Regions from separate parts of the Gossypium hirsutum genome. Here regions 1 and 3 are each linked to region 2. Evidence: chromatin contacts called from public Hi-C data. All regions are on one chromosome and are shown on one strand. The core of a region is the stretch at or near the end of the contact, and the rest is flanking DNA. Distances in the headings are between cores, read along the strand shown.

Region 1 (2,700 bases), core at 57-2,556, 230 kb after region 2:
AAAAATTCTCTGAGTACCTGGATTAATCTCAACTTGTTTCTAATGAATGTTTTGGGTCTCAAGCGCTCATATAAGGGACTTTATGAATAATATCTGACATGGATGTTAAATAATTTGAAATGTCTGTTTTGATTTGTTTATTCCAGTAATGCTTCGTAACCCTGTTCTAACGACGAATATAAGTTAGGAGTGTTACAAATTATGGTTTAAAAATTAATTTAATTAAATTGAAATTATCTTTATAATTTTAATAATAAAAAATTATAAAAATTTAATGATTAATATTCTTATTAGTGTTTATAATATTTTTTGCTTTAATTTTTTTAGTTTCTAGAATAATATTTTAAAGAGATTGATTTATATGATAATTAATATGTTAGAAGCTGATTTAGGATCCAAGAAAAAAATAGATATTATTTTATTGATTATTTCAATTATTATTTTTTAAATGATGTATTTAAAAATATTTATATGCAAGGTAATTTATGAATAAATTTAATATTTGTACTCGACTTAAAAAAATTAAGAGTTTAATTTATTAATTGTTTTTAGTTAAAAAAATAGGAGAAGATTTGAGTTTCTATAGAGATAAAAATTAATTGTTTTTTTTTTCATGGCAGTTGACACTTTGATCGTTAGAGAATTCGACCGTAAGATAAAAAAGCGTAATATGTTTTCCCTTCTTTCTTCAAAACTACTCTATTCCAATAAATATGCTACAAATTGATTTAATTTGTTTGTTGAATTAATTTTTAAAACCAACATTTTTATCTAATTTAAAAGCCCATGATGGATACTATTTAAAGTTTAAAAAATAAATTGAACCCCTTTTTGGTGATACAATAAATTAACTTAGATTTATGATTGTTAACAAATAGTTCTACATTGGATAAAATTGTGCTAATATATAAAAAAATTAAAATTAAATTTCTTTTTATTTTTTCAAGAATTTCGTTCATAAAATTGTTTTAATTTTTAATATTTTATTTAAATTAATTTATTATCAATATTTAAAATATAAAATATTTTAAAGACTTTTTTTTATTTTAAAATCATCTTAGAATGGAAAAAAATTCAAAATTCAAACAAGAAATTATGATGATATTATACGTTTAATTAGAATTAATATAAAAATAACAGTAACAGTAAAATCAAAAAATAAACACGTCGCATCCTGTATTCAAACACACATAAAGTGCTTGATTTACTGTGTAAAAAACAAGAGAGAGAAAAAAGGGTTGCCACGTAATTTAGGTGAAACTCGAAGCCCTTTAACAAAAAGCGTTATGTTTTTAACCACGATTCAAAGAGAGGAAAAGAAAAATAATATAAAAGCATTCTCCTTTTTCCTTCCCTCTTTTTCTTTGTATATATTTGTCTTTTTCTGATTCTCTCTCAGAGCTGAAGAAAAAAAGAAGAGGAAAGCCAAAACTCCAAACTTTCTATTTTGCTTTTTTATTATATTTTTTTTTGGTTCAATTCAGTTTCGCCATTTCCTTTGCATGTAGATGCTCTTTGGTTAGTCCCTATCGCCGCTACTTGGACTCACTTTCCGCTGCTATCTTTTTTCCGGCTTTCTCATGGCTAATAACACCAACGAGGCCCCCGCCGCCGATGATTTCCTCGAGCAAATCCTCGGCCTCCCTAACTTTGCGCCCTCCGAAACGGGCTTAGCTGGATCCGACGCTGGATTGGCTGCAACCGCTGCTGGAGCTGGAGCTCCAATGTTTTTGCAGCTCAGCTCCGGTGATGGCGCCGCTCATATCGGTGGAATCGGCGGCGGTGGAGGCGGTGCGTTTCATGGGCAGGTTTTCCCCTTGGGCTTGAGCTTGGAGCAAGGGAAAGGCGGGTTTTTGAAACCCGAGGAAGCTTCCGGTAGTGGGAAGCGGTTTCGGAACGGGGTCGTTGATGACCGAGCTTCTTCTGTAAAAAATGTAAGAAAAATAATACTTTATCACTTAAAAAAAAACTTTTTCCCTCTAAAAGTTTTTTCCCTCTTTTTATATATGAATTTCCTTTCAGGAGCTTGACTTAGAAGCTAGGTTTTATGGTGCTGATAACTAAATATAATTATATTTAATTATTGTCAATTTTCTCCTCTGTAAATGGAGTATGTGCATTTGTCCTTTTTGGATTATTTTAAGTTTTAGATTGTCAAACTTGGGGTGACAGCATATTTGTCTGTTTGATCTTTTTTCATGTTACTATACCATGCCTGTTTCTGTCTGATAGCAGAGAAGACAAAGGAAAACATGACAGGGTTTGGTGGGAGTTACTATTGTGGGATGCCAAGTTTTGATATTTACAAAGGATACAGTACATCAATGTCTTAGAGTTGCTTAAGTCATTAACTAACTGGCAGAGTAAGATTATTCAATCATTGAAGACTATTCAACTGCTGATTTGCTGTAAACCTGAATCCAAAATTAAACAAGAGTTGTACTTCACAAGTTAATTTTTTTTTCAAGAATTGAAGGGCATGTATTTGGAACTTGAAAGCTAGGGTCATAGTAGTGAAATAAAAATCTAAAAAATCTTCTGTAAAATAACTAGTAGTTGATTCCTTGATTTGTAGTTAAGTAAACCGGTCTTTGTTTAATGGCCCCATCTACCAGGAGAAACTGGTTTAATGTCTAGTAGGTTTCATGTTCATAGCTTCCAAAAATTGTCAACATCATATGAGTCGAGTTTTTGGTGGAA
Region 2 (2,700 bases), core at 135-2,634:
TTGGGAAGAAACCGAACAACCGAAACAAAGCGAAAGCACAACCGGTGTTCTTTCTCTCCTTATAACTCCTGTAAAAATTATGGCAAGCACAATAGCACAAGATATGTTCTCTAGCAACCTTAATCAACCACAAATCAACTAATGCAACCACAACAAAAATAAATAGAGACACCGATATTTTTACGTGGAAAACCCCTCTAAATTAAGGGTAAAAACCACGGGACTTTAGAGTCCGATAAAGAGCTCCACTATCATCAAATGTTCAACTACAAGATCACAATATCAAGCCTACAACAAGCATTCAACTCCGACAAGGCTAACAACATGTAATCTTTAGCAAAAGAGAGAAAAATGAGAGAACATCACCAAAAACGTAGCTGCTGAAAAATGGGTATTTCCGACGCTACAAGACTCGGATGAAAAATCCGACCGTACAAAGTCAAGAACACCTTATCACCTAGCTGCTGTCCAAAAATCAGCTCAATCGAACCACGGATGGACCTTCGACCGAAGAGTTGATCACTGCTGCACCAAGCTTGAAAATCTGATTTTTTTCTATTCTCTTTCTCTCTATTTTTTCTTTAGCTCTCTGCAGAAAAATTTCTGCCCAACCCGTTAATAAGCCAAAAAATTGGCTTTTGACAAAAAACAAAAGAAAAAGGAAGGCAAAACATTTGTGCCAGAAAATATGGGTTTCCCACATAGTGGGACCCATACCCAACAATATTTTTATCTACGTTGTAAGTTAAATGTGTACATTACAGGTGTCATTACAATGTACGTTATCGTGATTCACGTTAATGGCTTCACCCTCTTATCCATATTCATTTGCTTTTAAATGATTCATATGCACCTTCAAAGGGAAATAATTATTTTATGGTTATTAGCATTTTTAAATCGTATCATCTCGGGGGCCAAAACTGGTTATAAGCATGACATAAAATGGAGGCAATACAGGTAGTGGTTAGTCGTTCAAAGGAATGACAGGTTAGGAGAAAGCATTGGCCAAGCTGCGGGGTCCAGTGACAGTGCCAACAAACTTTTTTGTTGGTAGAAGTTTAATGTTGGAGCAAATTTTCAGTTTATAATATTTTTGTTTTCTTGGTTTATAAGTTTTAGATTAAATAGTTTGTACTTTCAAAAACAAAAGAGTTAAATTAGATATTTTGAATATTTATATTTTGTCGTTACTTCTTATCATACACCCATTTAATATTGTATTTTATTTGAAAAATAAAAATTTTACGTCATCGAATTTATAGTAAAGGTCAAGTTGCGTACAAGTGACGAGAGATGCCATCTGTCCCCACACCACTGCTCTTTTTGTTCCTTAACGTGGTCCACCCTTTTAAAGACCATAAAAGCGGGAGAATGAAGTATGAATATAAAGGCTGCATTGTTGTGTTGCGGTTAAACTCAGCCACACAGTGACAGCAAGAAACTTGCAAAAGATGAAGAGAGAAATGGAAAAATAGTAATTCAAAGAAAATAAAGTTGAGTGAAAGAGAAGGGGGTATTATTGTTGAGTTCCAACAGAGATTTTTTTATTTTTTTGAATGATGGCGGGGATAGTGCAAGAGCAAAATATTGAGAAGAAAATAGATGAGAAACAAAAGGGTTGCATGGCTGGTTTTTTTCAGATCTTTGATTGTCACCACATTCTAGCCGGCAAACGCCTTTACACTGTTAAGCGCCTCCCTTCCACGACGGTTGGTTTCCTTTTTTCCCCCTATTTATGATGTGCATGTGGACTTCTACTGAAATGTAATTTTACTGTTTTTTTTCTCAGTCCAGAGAAATGACATCGGAGCAAGAGAAGAACGTTGAGTCACCACTACCAATATCTAAAATAATAGAGAAGCTGCCGTCACCGGAACCTTCCATTGCCATGGGGAGCCAGAACAAGTCACCTCGCTGCCGTCCAATTTTCGAATTCAACGAAGACGGCACAAGTTCTCCATGGAAATTCTCCAAAGAAGCTCCAAGGCTTTCTCTCGATAGCAGAGCCGTGGTCAATGCAACTGGAAGCCTTAAGCCACGAGAGGTCCCTACGAATACCGCCATTCTACCTTCCAACCAATGCGAAAGCAATAGAGAAGAAGACGGAGTGGATGGTATCGACAAACAACGACGTTCACCTAGCGTAGTCGCAAGGCTCATGGGGCTTGAGGCGCCGTTACGGGATTCAGATCCCGAACCGAATAAAAGAGCGGAGCTCCGGAGATCCGCGTCGGAAGCAAGAGGCAGAGATCTATTTCAGTATCGTTTTATAGATAGAATTAATTTCCATTTAAATGGGAGGATTTCGAGCAATGTGGTAACTAAAAATGGTGCCGAGCAAGATGAAGTAATAAGAAATGGAACAGAAGGCTCAAGCACTGTGAGACGTGAACCAGTTAAAACTCCGGTTCGAGGAACGGTTCAAACTAAACGTTGTTACAATTCAGTTGATTTCTTTCCAAAGACAAAGCAAACAGTTTCCATCAATGGAGAGATTGAGAAAGAGCTTAAGCTCCGAGGAATTAACGAGCCGTCGAAAGATCTCGAGAATCTTAAGCGAATCCTCGAAGCTTTGCAACTTAAAGGCCTTTTACATACTACGAAACCTCCAAACCAAAGGAATAAAAGGAGCTTTGTTTATGAACAATCTCCAATTGTTGTTATTAGACCGGAAAGATCATCACCAATCAGGAGAAGCAG
Region 3 (2,756 bases), core at 184-2,683, 200 kb before region 2:
AGCACCCCATGATCAAACCATGTCGGCGAACTCCACGATACCATTTAGGGCCAATCCTTTTGAGTTGGACATCCTTAAATCCAGCCTTTTCAAACCACTCTATATATTCTTCCTCCTTAGGGAAAAGCATCCAAACGTCTGCAAAGAAACGAGACAACCAAAATGTAGGGTACACAGGACCAATTAAGCAAGCTTTTCCTCCTTGTTTCAACACCCTGTATGCTTCCTTGATCCCCCGTTGTGGGTCTGGCCAGTACTCTATGCTGAAAAACACACAATACCATATTCCCATTTCCCAGTTAGAGGCATTATCAAGCTACTATCTCCTCCCCTCTCTCAATTTCAAGACAAATCATACATGCAAACCATAAAGATACCAGTATTTAACATCTTATAGGAGATAGTCCTAAAAGGGGGTTGAAAATATACCTTCCAGCAGACACATATCTATCGGCATAATCAGTAGGAAAAGGAAGATCTTCTGCATCACCTTCAATTATGTTGCATTCCTTGAGAGGCTCCTTCTGTTTAGCCTTTGCAAGCTGGTGAGGAGATTGGTCAAGGATTGTAACATTCTTAGCATCCACATGCTGAACAATACCCAAAGTAGTGAAACCAGTTCCACCACCAACATCTACAACTACCATGTCCCTGTCATTGAGATCAGCCGGCTCAAGTGCATCATCCCTCATGTCTTCAGTCCAGTGACCTGGGTTTATGACATGGTCATAGACAATTGAGAGGAACCTGTAGAACCAAAAGGCCTCTTTTTTGTGTTGTATGAATCTTGGTTGTGAAGCTGGCCTTGACGCTGATAAGCTGCACCTCGGGGCTATCGTCGTTCCTACCCTGGACATCTTCGGACTGTAGATTAAACCCGCACTGGAAAACTGTTTCCCATGTAAACCTGACCCCAAAAAACCAATACTTTTTGGGGTAACACCTCGGATGAGAGTGAAGGTTTCAGCTCCATTCAGCATGGAAGAAGCCATGGATTAAGCAGCAAACCAAAAAAAAAAAACCCCACAAATTAAGAAGGTGCAATGTTTAGTTGAAAGTTGAAAGAAATGAGAAAATAAAAATATAAAGACAAAAACCCAGCACCCAAATCTGGTGGTTTGGTGGGTTCAGGGCGGTGGTTAGGCTAGGTGAACACTGAAGAGAGCCAGTAGCCCACAAAACATGGTACTTGGTCCAGCACCGCAGATCCAAGCCTAGGCAGTTAGCTACTTTTCTTTATGCAACTTTGGTGAGACTAGAGAGTCTCTAGAGCAGAGAAATCGAGTTAACGGGCACCACAGGATTGGGTTCTTTTTTGGCTTATTATTTTGATTGGTTTTTGTCCTATATTTAAGAAAGAATTTACTATTTGAAGTTTGATTGTGTTTTAGTAGGAGAAGTGAAAATCGCAGGGTGCAAACAAAGACAATGGGCTCTTTTTGCTGAATGGTGGATCCTTTACTCTCCTCTCTTAATTGCAAGGTGATGCGCATTCATTTCTGCCTACCCTCACGAGGCCCAATCACGACCAAGCATCGAGTTTTGTTTCGCAGCAGCAATCTTGATTTAATTATGATTTGGATTTTTTTACTACATTAAAATTGAAAAAAATTAATAATTAGATTTAAATTTTATTAATTATTAGGTTTCGTTAAATTGAGTGTAATTTGGCATTTTAATTACCCTTTTCAATTCATAGTTGACATATGAGAATGAGGGTAATTACAGTATAAATTTTCAAACCCACTTATAAAGTTGTTATATAATTATAATAAAATATATAATAACTTGATTCGAAATTCAATTCGAAATATTCATAGTTTAAATAACCCCAAACACTCGATTTGAGAGAAAAGACGGTACTAAAAAAGACTCTATCTTTATTATCTTCTTCTTCTTATCTTTTCTTAAACCAGAAAACAGAACACTCTTTCCTTCTTTCATATCTATTGACGATACATTGTATCAACAAAAATATTAAAGTTTAAGAAATTTGTATTTTAATTTTAAGAGATATATTCAATTAATAACAATTTTATATTTTAATTAAATTAGTTGTTGTAAGAGAAATTCACTTCATCATTTTAACAATAATAATTAATGGTGTTACTTCGAGAATTCACATTAATTTCAAATTAAAAGTAAAAGAGATTAAAACCATAATTAATATATGATGGTGCGGAATCCATGGACTTTAAATTCCTACCCGTAAAAAACATAATAAATTTTATAAATAGAAAAGTAGGGTCAAATCTGAAAGAGATTAGATCAACTAAAATTATTTAGTAACTAGAGCAATTGTGAGCACGACTTTTGCAATCTTGAAGAAAAATAAAAAAAAATGGGGTTTTAAATCTTGCAAAAATAATATAAAGAAAATTCGGAATGTAAATAACAGCAATTCGAAATATTCAAGAGTAAACATATATGACGAGATTTCCAATCTAAGGTGCGATGTCAATTTCGGTGTCAAATTGATCACGAATTTTAGATGTTTTCTTACTTAAACCATCAATCTTTCTTGAGTTTATAAATTAATTGCGAGAATAACTATACAATCAACCCTTTTAAGTCAAACAACCTTAAGAAACACTTATAATATTTAATTTTTTAATAGCCTTACAAATTAGAAAGATCGAACTATAATTAACAAATTCAACAACATGATTCATTTAAATTAGATTACACATTTTCATAGCATAATCCAATTGTTCTTTAAATCAAACTACGCTAATATGTTTCGGTTATTGGAATAA

Evidence for each region. A called contact is a pair of places that touch in the nucleus more often than the background predicts.
Region 1: a Hi-C map of leaf shows a contact between it and region 2, with 3 times the contacts expected there. The contact joins the promoter of LOC107951039 here to the promoter of LOC107950963 in region 2. A contact is called at or near these places in 3 of 34 Hi-C or Micro-C datasets (all in leaf).
Region 3: a contact with region 2 is called in a Hi-C map of leaf, with 3 times the contacts expected there. The contact joins the promoter of LOC107902204 here to the promoter of LOC107950963 in region 2. A contact is called at or near these places in 2 of 34 Hi-C or Micro-C datasets (both in leaf).

Annotation. Positions count from the first base shown.
Region 1 is chrA08:10,693,087-10,695,786 of Gossypium_hirsutum_v2.1, reverse strand. It overlaps LOC107951039 (transcription factor UNE12), which reads left to right and starts at 1,306. Exons shown (of 6, transcript XM_016885930.2): 1 at 1,306-1,934. The coding sequence starts at 1,581.
Region 2 is chrA08:10,918,916-10,921,615 of Gossypium_hirsutum_v2.1, reverse strand. It overlaps LOC107950963 (protein LONGIFOLIA 1), which reads left to right and starts at 1,384. Exons shown (of 4, transcript XM_016885849.2): 1 at 1,384-1,709; 2 at 1,790-2,700. The coding sequence starts at 1,557.
Region 3 is chrA08:11,123,719-11,126,474 of Gossypium_hirsutum_v2.1, reverse strand. LOC107902204 (2-methyl-6-phytyl-1,4-hydroquinone methyltransferase, chloroplastic) reads right to left here and starts at 1,433. Exons shown (of 3, transcript XM_016828445.2): 1 at 430-1,433; 2 at 1-263. The coding sequence starts at 992.